Regions from separate parts of the Neogale vison genome. Here region 2 is linked to region 1. The links are chromatin contacts, called in public Hi-C maps. All regions are on one chromosome and are shown on one strand. Each heading gives the region's core, a stretch centred on a gene start, on an enhancer-like site or on the middle of the called end of the contact. The rest is flanking DNA. Distances are from core to core; before and after follow the strand shown.

Region 1 (6,633 bases), core at 1,140-3,639:
CCCTGCTGGGAGGTGGAGAGAAGACCGTGCTGGGTTAGTTATCAAGTGATGTCAGGAGGCTGGAAGCCTTCGCCGACTTCTGTCCTTGCCTGTCAGGCTAGATTTATACTTTAAAAATACCTCTCTCACCCCTTGCCCCCCTTCCCCCCCGCCCAGCAGCTTTCTTTGAACCGCTGATAGGTGGCTGGGGTGAAGTCTGAGTAATTCCTTCATGGGGTCGGTTCTTAAAATCTAAGTTAATATATTTATCTGGAGTGACTCAAGCTTGAGTCGGGAAGTCCAAGTTGACTAAAATCAATAGGTAATTGTTAGGAACCGACTCTATTCCGAGGAACACTGTACTCAGCCTGAGTGTCACCCACTACGTAGGACTGTTTCATTTTGAGTTGCAAGCTGGGTTTCTCAGCTTTTTGCTTCCCGAAAGCTAATGGCTTCCACAGCAATTAGACATTTTCCTCGCCCTCCCCCTTCCCTCCCCTTTCTTTACCTACGGTAGATTGGATACTAATTCCCTGGGCTATTGATAAGGTCGCAGGCGCCCCGGCCTCTCCCCAGCCCGCGCCCGCCCCAGTCCCCGCTCTCCCTCCGCCCTCCCTTGGCTTCCTTTTGATGTAGCGGGGAACGCGTCCTACTAAAAAAAAAAAAAAAAAAAAAAGAAAGAAAAAAAAAGAAAAAAAAAAAAAGAAAAAAGTAATCTGCCCGGTAACAATCAGCGCGCAGTAGCAGGAGCCCCAGAGCTATTGGCTATGCAAATAGAGGGAGGGGAGACGGCGCCCCAAACTCTTACTCACCCTTTTAAAGCGATATTCCCCCCCCTTCACTCCCCCCACCCCTTCCGCCCCACCCTCGTTTAAAGGGGCTGGCCTCAGGGCCTGAGTTAATCGCTAGCACCTCTGGTTTATTCACTCCCCGCCTTCTCTATTCCACTCTCCCCCCCCCCCTTTCAGGGAACCGAGTGTACAACTCACCCAGCGCACCCCCACCCCGCTCTCCACGCCCCGGTTCGGGCCCCCTTTCTCGGTGAAGGAGGTGCTCGGTCGATCACGGTGTGTCCCGAGCCCTGACCCACGCCATGCTCCCTGCACGTGCCAGCTGGGCCAACTTGCTGGGGTCTCTGGGGTCTGTCCCCTTCCCCCCAAAGTGAAATTACACTGAAAGTTGGGGGGCGGGGTGGAGGGAGGAAGGAGGTAAGGAAACGCCACCATATCCCCTGTAAAAGCAGCCTTGACCCCGGGATGCATTTGAGCACATGTCAGAGCCGACTGCGCGGGCAGCATCTCCATCGTAATCCCGCTCCCCGGGAGAAAGCCCCGGCTGGCGGGTGAGGCGTGAACCCAAGGGGTCGGCGAGGATGCCAGCGAAGGACCCAGGGTGGAAGTCTTGGGCCTCCGGGGAAAGGAAGGGGTGGTGTTGTTTGCGCAGGGGGAGAGAGGGGGAGCCAAACCTAATCCCTCCCTCGCCCCCCCTCCCATCCCCTCCCCCTCCCGGGCTATTTCCTAGAAAGCTGTATCAGTGTGGCCACGCTCGGCGCAGACACCTCGGGCGGCTTGTCAGCAGATGCAGGGGCGAGGAAGCGGGTTTTTCCTGCGTGGCCGCGGGCCGCGGAGGAACCGATGGTAGCCCTGCTCCCCACCCCCCGGCCTGCGGCAACCCAGGGCGCCTCTCCGCTGCTCCCCGTGGCGCCTGTAGCGCCCCCAAGAAGGGGAGGGTTTCTGCTCTAGGGTCACATTCTATCACGTCGGAGAAGCCGCCCCCTCCCTCCTAACACCCACCCCTTCCTCTTCTTCCTCTCCACACACACAAGCGGGGGTGGGGGGGGGGGACACTGTTCTGGTCCCTTTAATCGAGCTTTTGAAACAGCCTTGAAGTGATCAGGAACTCAAACGTCCGGACAGAGCCTTTATCTCTGGATAGCCAAGGTTGCTATTTTCTAAAATCGCTTTCCTTAGTCTTCACTTAAGGGGTCTGTTTCTAAATTGCCTGAGCCTACCCCATCTTCAAGCGACCTACCCCTCATTCTCGGATCCTACATACATGGGCAGGAGTAGAAAGATCAATTTTGAGAAACCAAAGTTGGAAGGTCGTATTTTGGCACGATACACTCACAGAATGTGCGAAATTAGAGGGAATAAATAGAAATCGGTGTGTTTTTTTGTGGGTTCCCCTATCGGGGCCCCTGGCATGCAGGGCTGGATAGAGGGAGAGGGCCTCGGAGAGCTAAGGAGAGGGGTGGGGGGGCGGGGGACCGCGTTTGAAGTTAGGTCGGGCCAGCTGCTGTTCTCCTTAATAACAAGAGGGGAAAGGAGGGAGGGAGGGAGAGATTGAAAGGAGGAGGGGAGGGACGGGGGGGAGGGAAGGGGAGGAGGAACCGGAGAGGGGAGCGAAGCGAGAGGGAGGAGAACTAACTGCCCAGCCAGTTTGCGTCACTGCCTCGCAGAGCAGAGAAGAGCGAGCAGGGGAGAGCGAGACAAGTTTGAAGGGGAGGGCAGGCAGAGTTAGCAGCCCCCGAGGCTCTCCTCTCCCACCGCCCATCCCTTTCCTCTCTTCTCCCCCAGCCTCTCTCTCTCTCTGCCCCATAACTTTTCTCTCGAAAAGTCCCTATTTAGCCAAAGGAAGGAGGTAAGGGGAACCCTCTCCCCTCCCCCCTCCCAAAACCCCCCAACTTTTCCAGTCCGGAGAAAGCAGGGGAGCGAGCGGGCGCCCGGCTGGCCATGGAGCTGCTGTGCTGCGAGGTAGACCCGGTCCGCAGGGCCGTGCCAGACGCCAACCTGCTATACGACGACCGCGTTTTGCAGAACTTGCTCACCATCGAGGAGCGCTACCTTCCCCAGTGCTCCTACTTCAAATGCGTGCAGAAGGATATCCAGCCCTATATGCGCAGGATGGTGGCCACCTGGATGCTGGAGGTAAGTCTGCAGACAGACTCTGTCTGTCCCCATCCGAATACTCGGCCACCCCCCCCACCCCGCAGGGGACCCTAAAACTGGGAGAGGGCAGGCTCCGCGCTCGCCTCTCCGCTCCCGTGCGCGAGTTTACCCCGCGCCCTTTGGCGAGACGCGTGGCTACGTTTCTGTTCCCTGCAGGATGCAAGACTGACTGGGGGAGGGAAGGGGGAAAAGGGAGGGGGGAGGAAAATCTGGGAGAAATGAGGCTGTCCTGGGGCGGGGGTGGGGGAGCATCCCGCGCGCGTGTGCCTGCATGTGGCTGCCTCTTCTTCCCACCCCCATCCCGACCTGTCTTTGGCGAAGCCGCGGCTGCTTACGGTGCAGTGAAGAAGGGAGCAAGAGTGTGAAATCGGGGGCCCCAACGTAAAAAAAAGCAGCCCCCCAAAGGCCAGAGCAAATTCGCCCTAGCTTCAGGTCCCCGCATGTGGTCGCGACTCCGCGTTGGCACTTAAGGGGGGGGGAGGGAGGGGGAGGAGGGAGGAGGAGAGAAACGGAGAATTCAGGAGCCCCGGAAGTCGCAATGAAGAAACGTGTGTTTTAGGGGAACCCAAAAGAACCACTTATTTACCCTTGCTCCAAATCTTTGCCGAGCAAGCCGTGTGCCCACGTATGCACAGCTCTGGACCTGTCGTGGTTTCGCCATGTTGCTTTGCAAACTCCGGTTGGAAAGGCTGGAAAACGTCGCCCGCCCCCCCCGCACCCCGTTATCCCGGCCACCCCACTTGTAATAGTGCCCTCTCCCCCAACCCCCACCTCACGAAGGTTACTTACAGTTTAGCTTTCCAGGTTCCTCGGTGCGGAGATTTGGGTGGGGTAGGAAGGGGGGGAGGAGGTGTGTGTAGGGGGGGATGTCGGGGAACCCCTAAAGGAGAGGTCAGAGTCCCCCGTGCCTCTCTCCGGCTGCTCCCCGTTCCTCGGCTTTCCCCCAGCTCGGCACCACGGTCCCCAGTTTCTGCCCTTGTGGGCCGCAGCCGGACACTCCCGCCGCGGCGCTCACCCCTCCAAGTTTCCCCTCGGGATCCAAAGCCCTAGGGGTCAAGATACAGACCTTTCCGGCACCCGAAACCTCCGTTTCGGGAAGCCTGGATCCTCTTTGGGGTTTTCACGCCAAAACGGCTTTTCTAGGATATTTCCTCGATTTTTAATTATTTTTTGAAACCGTCTCCCCATGCTCCGAGTCCAGCCGCCGAGGCTGCGGCGCTTCCTCCTCTCCTCCCTCCCCCTCTCTTCCCCACCTCTCCCCACCCACCCCCCCAATAGCGGCGTCTGGGTCGCAGGGACCCCCCCGGACATTTTTTCCAATTGTCGGGAATGATAGAGCAGGGTCTGGGGGTCCGAATGAGACCAAGAAGAAGACCCCCGGAGCTTTCAGAATATTTTTATTGATTTTTTGAAAAGATGACGAAATCCAAAAAAGAGAGTGTGAGTGAGTTAGAGTGAGCAAAGAAGTCAGTAGCCAAAGGGAGCGTCGCCGAGCCGGGCGGCTACTGCGCATTTGTTTGCCTCCCGGGTTCGGATCTTCCATTCACCTCCTTTTTTATGTTCCTGGGGAACACCCCAGGGCGGATGGACTCTCTAGATTTTCTCCGTTTTCCTCGTCTTTATTCTTATCACATATTCTACTCCCCTCCCCCTCCCCACTCAAAAATTAAATATTTTTGCTTCTTTCCATAGGTTATGCCTTTTCTTTTCTTTCTTTTTCTTTTTCTTTCTTTTCTTTTTTTTTTTTTTTTTGTCTTTTCCTGGTACTATTCCCTTCACCCCCCCTCAACCCTTTCCCGGCTCCCATTGTAGGTCTGCGAGGAACAGAAGTGTGAAGAGGAGGTCTTCCCTTTGGCCATGAATTACCTGGACCGCTTCTTGGCTGGGGTCCCAACTCCTAAGACCCATCTGCAGCTCCTGGGGGCTGTGTGCATGTTCCTGGCCTCCAAGCTCAAAGAGACTATCCCTCTGACGGCAGAGAAGTTGTGCATTTATACTGACAACTCCATCAAGCCTCAGGAGCTGCTGGTAATGACCCTCTCCTTTCTTCCCCCCTTTCTCTTCGTCCTTCCATCTTTGCTCTCTCCAGGCCTGATAAGCTTCTACCCACTGCTCCCCAAACAAATCCTTTGGATCCCAGATTACCACACTGCTGGAATTTTTACATTTTAGGAGACAATGCATTTAATATGATTTCTTTTTTGTTCCTACTGTGTTCCAGGCACTGTGCTAAGCACTAAGGTTACATCCATGAATAAGATCCCCCGAGACATTTGTGTTGGTGAAATTCATTTGCAGTTGTGTGCCCTTGTGTGCGTGCATGTGTGTGTGGTGTGTGTAGGGGAGACTTGGGACACAGCGATAACATTTTAATTAAATTCAAATTTTCAACCACAGAATTCTGAGAAATAGTTCAACTTCTCACATGGTAGGAATGTCTTCACATGATAGTGTTTTGTGATGTGTCTCCTAAGAATCCAGAGTTCAAAAGTCCTATGAAGTCTCAAGATCCCGAAAGATACCTGTACATAGTAGATGTTCACTAAATATCATCAAATTGACTTTTGACCCAAGTCCAAATTTGGTGTTTTATTGGAGGAATCTGAGGCCTGGGTTACTAGCTCCAGTGGGGTGGTGACCTCTGTCCCATGACAGGGGTCTTCTCTTGACTCTGGTTTTCTACCAGCAAAGCCCCCCTCTCCCACCCGTCTTTTTCCCTGTGGCTTCACACTTTAGGCATCCATGTTGCAGCAGTGTGGAACGGTAGGGTGGCTCCCAGGCCCACCTTCCGTGGTCTGCACACCTTTCTCTGCACTGTTCGCAAAAGGGGGCCCCCTCTGACCGCCCCTCCCCCTCTTCACTGGCGAGGCCTGCACAAAGTCCACAGGGCTCCGACAGGCTGGTAGAACTGAGCTCTTTGTGAGAGGCCTCCCTTTCTGGGGCTGTGCTGCCATCTAGTGTCAGACATGTGCAAGGACGGGGGAGGAATTGCGGAGAATGTCGAGAGAGGGGGCATGAATGACTTCACCTTTGAACCGCTGCCAGATTTCAGCTGCTTCTGGTTTGGTCTGGGAGGCCCAGAAAGGTGCTTTCTTCTGGGAGATCTGCTTCCTTTAATAATAGTACAAGAAGAGTGTTTTAGATTCACATTCCCCTGTGAGAAGAAAGGGCTGGAATTTCAAGCCATCTTAGAAGACACGGGCTGTTTAGTAATTTTGTCTTTTTTTCCTCCCCCCACCCCACACCCCAACCCTCTGTAAAAAGCCAAGGCGGACTTTAAAGTATGTAAAGAAATTGTTAGAATTCATTACTAGTTTGTTTTTCTCATGGGAGACCAGGAAAATGAATCTTCCATTTGGTTTGTTTATTTCAACATGATGGTGGACAATGGTGTTTTTCAGGACACCCCAGTTTTTTCCAGGACCAGCCAAGCTAATGAATATTGCTCCACAAAACCCTGCCTGTGTTTTCCATTCCCCATCTCTTTCTCCCAGAAGCTGGGATCCGGAGAAGTCCTAGTTTACACTGGAGAAAGCTGGGGTCCAGCAAGGGGAAGGGAGTTGCCCCGGACCACAAAGCCTCTTCGTCCTTCAGGAGGGGGCTGGGGCTCTGGTTCCTGGCTTAGCAGATGGAAGAGAGCCTGGGGGGTTTTAGAGCAAATGCGGGAGCAGGGTGGTTTCCGCCTCTCTTTCTTCTGAAGACAATT
Region 2 (7,149 bases), core at 1,538-4,037, 380 kb before region 1:
CTTGTGAGAAGAATACAGTATCATACAGAAGGTATATTTGCAAGAGGAGGTCTATCTGCAGCTCATGGGTAGTACATTAAGGCCATAGACGCTATCAAAATATACAGGGAGAAATAGGCAGAAGTCCTCAATTAACTCAGCTCACAGTGGTCTTGCTTCACAAAGGAGAATTTATTAGTATCTCATTCAATGGTAAGAAATGGCAAATAGTAATTTCAGTTGATGGGTAATGCAAAAGTCATCTGCATTTATCTTTAGGATATGTTGTAGTTTTGTTTTGTTTTTCATTCCCAGTATGTTTGGCTTACAGTAACATTAAAATTAATTCTCATTCCATGAGCACAGCTGGACAAACTGTCCAGATGCCGCTTCTATTAATATAAACTAACAGATTACTAGAAACACACACAGAATGTTGACTGTATTTTTAAAAACTAAACTGCCCTTTTTGACGGAATTAATATGCTCATAGGAAGGAAACCAGTATCAGTAAGAAAACACAGTCACATTAAGACATAGCAGGGTGGGGGCGCCTGGGTGGCTCAGTGGGTTAAAGCCTCTGCCTTCTGCTCAGGTCATGAACCCAGGGTCCTGGGATCAAGCCCGGAATCGGGCTCTCTGCTCTGCCGGGAGCCTGCTTCCCCCTCTCTCTCTCTGCCTGTCTCTCTGCCTACTTGTGATCTTTATCTGTCAAATAAATAAATAAAATCTTTAAAAAAAAAAAAAAAGACATAGTAGGGTGGCACAATAGGGTCGAAAGAAGAATGTGGGATTCTATGTGGAAGGTTCGTCTATTAACAAAGGTCAGTGTGCTCTAGTGAAATCCAGCAAAATCATTAGGGTGATGTCAGAAGAAACAGCATTCCTCACAGAGAAATGATATAATGCTATTTAACAAACCAAATTTATAAGACATTCAGTAATGTCTTTATAATTCTACCAACATACAAATGATCCAACAGCGACTGCTAATGTCCATGTGAAGGAGGAGGGATAATGAACAGCAGGAGAAAAGGACTCCCTCTAGCACTAATCCAGTCACTTTTGCTAACTCAACGAATATTTACTGAGTGCCTACAAAGTGCCAAAATAAGGTATCAAAATAAACAAAATGGACAAAAATCTCTGCCCACAGGGAGCTTACAATATAGTGAAGAATCTGAAACATGCGACTTCGAGCAAGACCTACTTAGGCGAGGAAAAAATTTGTTCTGGAGAAACCGAGACGCAAGGGAGTGTTCATAAAAACTCAAGACAGGCGGGCCAGATGCGCGCGCGCTCGCACACACACGGACATGTACAAGGACAGAAAATGAAGCCTGTTGGTGACAGACAGCCAAAGGAAATACCAAAGCAGAGAGCCCATTTCCATTAATTCCACACTACTTCTGCTAAAATTAAAAAAATTTAAAAAAAAAGGACCAGCGATGACTTTCCTGCGAGGCGGCCTGATACTATGGCAGGGTTCCATGGATGAACCAAAAAGAAAAAAGATCTTAGAGGAGGACAGTTACAGGAAGGACCAGGATGCGACCACAGTGTGCAAGCAACGAGCGCGGACCCAGAGACCAGTTCCCGCTGGGTAGAAACTCAAAAACATGTAACAGAATGAACTGATCAACACTCCAACTCATCTGGAAACAGAGTCCAGAAATGGGAAACAAACAAACAAGTATCGATTAGAGCCAAAGCGTACTGCGAGCACGAAAACCGGGAGGCAAGCGCATCTGAGCAGTGATCTCGGCACACGGCAGCTTCCCACACTCGGCCCGACCGTTTGGCCGAACCGGGACTCGGCCGCCTCCCCAGGCCGCTCCCGAGCTGCACCCCGGCCATGTTACTAGGCGATGTCAACCCTAACAAGAGATGAATGGAATGCTCTGGGCAAACGGATTCCACGCTGGCGAGAGCGGCACCCGAAGGAACGCAGAAAAAACAAAGCGGACGAGAATACAGGCAGACGCCCCGCCAACCCGGGGGTCAAACGAGGAGCAGGGAGACAAGACTTGCAGTTGGAAAGTTCCAGGTCCTCCGGGCCGTCCACTGGGGAGAAAAAAAAATCTAAGAACTTCACCCTCTACAGGCTTAGAACCTACACTCGGTTCCCCCCACCCCCAAGTTTGAAACGGCCGCCCCCCGTGAAGGGAAAAGCAGCAGGGATGGCTCCTCTTAGGCCCCCTCGAGACACGGCGGGCGAACCCCTCGCTTTAGGTGGCTGGGACTGGGCAGGTACCCCTGGGGCACCGGCAGAGGAACCGGTCTCCAGCCCCGGAACTCCGATGAGGAAGCAAAACACAGAGTTTTAAAAAGACGGTGAACGCGGGCGGGAGGCCGAGGCGGAGAAACCACAGCACGTCAAGTCAGTAACTGTAACACAGAGCGAGAAGGCGTTGGACAACCCCCCGAGCCATCTCCGCCGCTCAAAAGCCAGAGACGACAGAAGCCGCAAGGGCCAGGATCTTCGGGGCCCCGGAACTCAACACCCAGCCCGAAGCGGGTGAGGGGGAGCAGTTCCCGGGAACCCCCTCCCGCCCCTCTCTCCTCAACCCCGCCCATTGGGTCCGCCCCGTCCCGCCCGGCTACTCACCGGATTCGCTTCCCACATAACGGTGGCGAAATCGAGCGGAGAGAGCCTGGGGGAAGGGGCTAGCCGCGGGGTCAGGGTGTTGGGTTTTTTCCGAGGGTCCCCGGGAGCGAAGGGATGGAGAGGCAACCTTTATGTAGGCCTTCCTTCTACCCCGCCCTGTCACAAGCCAGCGTCTTCGGACCACCGACCCTCCCGACTTCCGCCCGAAGCTAGCCAACCAGCGCTGGCCCCGCCCCGCCCCCCGGAAGCTCGTTCCGCCCCAGCCACTCCCTTCCGGGCTGGGGGGAGGGGGCGGGTCCTAATGGGCGGGGCTTGTGGGTATCTTGATGGTAAGGGAGTTTAAAGGGCTTCTTCTCCGCTCTACCCCTCCGGTGCTCTGTCCCCACCGCAACGTCCCTGGCAACTGATCCTCAAGCCGCGGCTGGTTGAGTTTCGTCCGGTGTTTATTAATCACTGTATAGTGAGTGTAGCGGCCAAGAGTCGGGCCAGGGAATTAATTCCAGCGGGGCCAATGGCTTTTGGGACAAACTTGACTATTTTTCAATTTCCTCATCTTCAGAAAGGAGGGAATAATGGCATCCACCTAACGGTGTGGTGAGATCATTTAAAATACCAGCCACAGTATTTGGCATGCAGTAGGGGCGCAATAAGCGACAGTTATTTCCCGGACACCGTAGTAGGCTCTGGAACGCTAGACCCTTACGCAGTCCGGGCCCTCACGGAGCTTAGAGTCCAGGGGGAAAACAAAAAACTAAAACTCGGTAATTTGATAAATAAAGAAGTACAGTATGGTTTGTAGGTACAAAGGTAAGTACAGGGTTCAGTGAGAGCATGGTTATCTAGGCTAGGGTGTCTGCTTTCCCGCCGCCCCCCTGCAGAGTCTAAGCAAGACCTCAAGGGTGCACTGTTGAACATACCTGGATAAAGAGCTCTAAGAAATGAGGAGACTCTTCTAGGGGGGAAAAAAAGAAAAAAAAATCTACCCAGGGAAAAGGAAAAAGAAACACTTTGTCATATATCCTACTGGGCTTTTCCACAGCTCCACACATTAAAAAAAAAAAAAAAAAAAAAAGTTAAAGAAAACCTACAGATTTAAAATACGATTCTTGGGGCACCTGGGTGGCTCAGATGGTTAAGTGTCAGCCTTTTGCTGGGGTCATGATCCCAGGGTGGTGGGATTGAGCCCTGTGTAGGCTCTCTCTGCCGGCTTGGTGGAGGAGCCTGCTTCTCCCTCTCCTACTGCTCCCCCTGCTGTGCTCTCTCGCTCTCTCTGTCAAATAAATAAATAAAATATTTTTTAAAATTAAAATAAAAAAAAAAAACGTGATTCTTTCACTTACTATCATGTGGATAGCCTTCACTCCAATATATGTGAATCTATTTCATCATTTTGAAGTACACTCATCACAGCCCAAGGTTTGTATGTATATCTTGCACACACACTTGAAATAATCCATTGTGGCAGACATTTAAGTGGTTTTCAACTTTTTACTACTCTAGAAAGTGCAGCAAAAAACTTTATTGTATAGACGTTTCTGTGCATTTGTCCATTTACCTCACTGGAATTAGTTCTTCTAATTCCAATTAAGAATTGGAAGCGCCTGGGTGGCTCAGTTGGGTAAACTTCTGGCTCTTGGTTTCAGTGCAGGTCATCGTCTCAGCATCCTGAGATCAAGCCCTACTTGGGGCTTGTCCCCCTACGTCCCCCTCTTGCTCATGCACATACTCGCATTCCCTCTCTGTCTTAATAAATAAACAAATAAATAAATAGGATCACTTAATAGGAGATTATAGAAATCTCAAATTTTAATATATTTTGCCAAACTATATACTCAAGAAGAATGTGTAAATTTGAAATCTCAGATTTTTTCTTGTAAATGGATTGAGAGGTTTCTTCATTTTTTTCCCCCCACTTTACTGATTGATTGTGTGCATATCTGTTTCTGAACACTCTGGTCTCTTCTACCAGCTATCTGCTTATTTCTGTGCTATGTCACAGTTATTTTCAAAATTTTTTTTATTATGTTCAGTTAGCCATCATATAGAACATTATTAGTTTTTTATGTAGTGTTCAACGATTCATTAGTTGTATGTCACACCCAGTGCACATCACCACATGTGCCCTCCTTAATACCCATATCCCGGCTACCCAGTCCCCTACACCCCTCCCCTCTGAAACCCTTAGTTTGCTTCCCCGGAGTCTATAGTCTCTCATGGTTTGTGCTATGTCACATTTATATCATTGTAGCTTCATAATATATTTGCTGTTTCATAAAGCAAGTTCTCTCCTAAATCTCTTCTTCCAAATTTTCAAATTCATGAGTCTGCTCATTCAGGAATACATCTGTTCATGTATTTAGGTATTTTTTATTTCAAAGACATAAAAATCTCTTTACAAAGATTTGCACAATTTTTGTGAAGTTTGTTCTTAGAGATTTTATGGTTTTTTGCTATTATTGCAAATGAGATATTTTTCATTACTGTAAATTAGGAAAACTTTGTTCTTATTTATCATTTATTTATCTTGTATCTTAACACACTGAAAATGTCTTATTAGTTCCAATGATTTGCCAGCTGATCTCTCTGAATTTCTATGTCAACAATCATCTCACCTATAATGCAGTTTTCTCTTTTCCTGTTGGATTGGCCAAAACCTCAGAAAACTTTTGAAAAATATAGGACAAGATAATGGGCATTCAGTCTATAATGTATAAGGCAAGCATTGGCCCCTACTTGATTCTTGATATCCTTTAAATACGCTGTTATTTTGGGGTGCCTGGCTGGCTCAGTTGGTGGAGCATGTGACTCTTGATCTCAGGGTTGTGTGTTTGAGCGCCACATCGGGTATAGATTACTTAAAAATAAAATCTTAAAAAAATACACTGTCATCTTTTCTGTTACTAATTTACCATGCAATTTTAATTAGGAAAGGAGGTTAAATTTTATTAACTGTCTCTTAAGTTCTATTACCATATTCACTTTTTACTCTGATTTATTAATATAATGAACTATAGTAGATTTCCTAATGTCCAATCCATCCTTACATTCTTGAAATAAACTCAGCTTTATCATATATTCATTATTCTTTGAATACACTGCCAGATTCAATTCGTTAATCTTTTATTTAGGATTAAATAAAATTTGTCCATGTTTACTGGGGTTTTTTTTGTTTCATGCATTTAACAAGTTTTGTTAAGTGAATAGCAGTAGGTTAAATTATTTAGTTCTTCTTCAAAGGTGGGGATTTTTACAAAGCAAGTTTAACCGGAAAGATTAGGACCAAGTCCTCAAATTTTCAGGGCGTTGGGACTATCCATCATTTTCTTGAAGTCTTGGGATTGCCTGGGCTGGTGGTCAGAGAATGGAATGGAGAAAACACAACGGGTTTGAATATGCATCAGCTCTTAAAATATAAACTGCTATATCTCAAGGTAATATGAAGGGAACATATTTAGTAAACTGAAAATAGCTGTGCAAATTTTAGTATTAATTTTTTCCTTATCATGCCTGAGTTATGACCACAGAGAGAGCAAGAGTGGGAAGGAACCTTGATGATCATTTAGTCCTGGGGTCGTAAACTCATATCTCAAGCACACACAAGAGTACTGAAATTGTTTCGGTAAGTGGCTGCCATCTTCAAAACTGGGAAATTTCACGTGAAATACTGTGGCTCTTCAGCTCCCCTTAGTCACGGCATTTTCACCTATGCCAACAACTGGCCAAAGTCTTGTTGACCCCTTCCCACTAGGAATGGCCTCTCAGGTTGCCTCAGTGGCCAAGCCAGTATCTCTCATCCTTAAATTGCCTCCTGGGACCCTCTGGGTATTTGGAATTGTACTGATAATCCACTTCTTATTTTGCTGGGAAACCCAAAGGATCTGGGACTTTATAAAATATCCTCACAGAAAACAACTGGACTGTACGCTCCCATACCTCTCTCAAGGGTGGGCTCAATCACTCACAGGGGGCTCAGCCTCTCATAGTCTTTCAACAGATGACTCTCTGTCTGAAATTTTCCCTGTCACACCAAGTCCAGCACCGGGAATGCTCCCTTCTGCATCACAACTCTGGGCACAGAGCCACGGCAGTAAAAACTATGAACACTGACCACGGTCACCGGTTTTCTCAGGAAGACCAAACAAACGGAAGACAATTTACTTTATCTCTTGTGTTTTCTCTGTGTGTTCTGGGTGGAGCTGTCTAGAGCCAGGCTAACCCCAGCCCAAGGATTCTGAGCGATTGAGGTCCCCCTTCCACCTGGTTGAGTTTATTAGCTCTTTGAATGCCAGGAGAGGAGGGAGGAAATGCCTGAGGGGAAAGGAGGGAGGCGTAGAAAAGGAGCAGTGGAGACCTATCACTGGAAAGCACGAAAATAATCGGAAAACCAGTAGCTGAGCGGCCAAGCGAATTTGTGCAAACCAGATCAATCTTACCTACAGACAATAGGAAGAGGACGGAAAACCGGGCAAGTGGTGAGAGGCAAGATATGGCATCGCTTGTCGTTTTAATGTCATTTTCTCTAGCTGTTTTTATTATTAAAAGCCCCATTTAGGGCCAGAAAT

What was found. A called contact is a pair of places that touch in the nucleus more often than the background predicts.
Region 2: a contact with region 1 is called in a Hi-C map of fibroblasts, with 9 times the contacts expected there. The contact joins the promoter of PARP11 here to the promoter of CCND2 in region 1. A contact is called at or near these places in 2 of 3 Hi-C or Micro-C datasets (fibroblasts and muscle).

What each region holds. Positions count from the first base shown.
Region 1 is chr12:104,127,091-104,133,723 of ASM_NN_V1, reverse strand. CCND2 (G1/S-specific cyclin-D2) reads left to right here and starts at 2,389. Exons shown (of 5, transcript XM_044229201.1): 1 at 2,389-2,906; 2 at 4,740-4,955. The coding sequence starts at 2,712.
Region 2 is chr12:104,507,859-104,515,007 of ASM_NN_V1, reverse strand. PARP11 (protein mono-ADP-ribosyltransferase PARP11) reads right to left here and starts at 2,787. Exons shown (of 9, transcript XM_044229273.1): 1 at 2,588-2,787.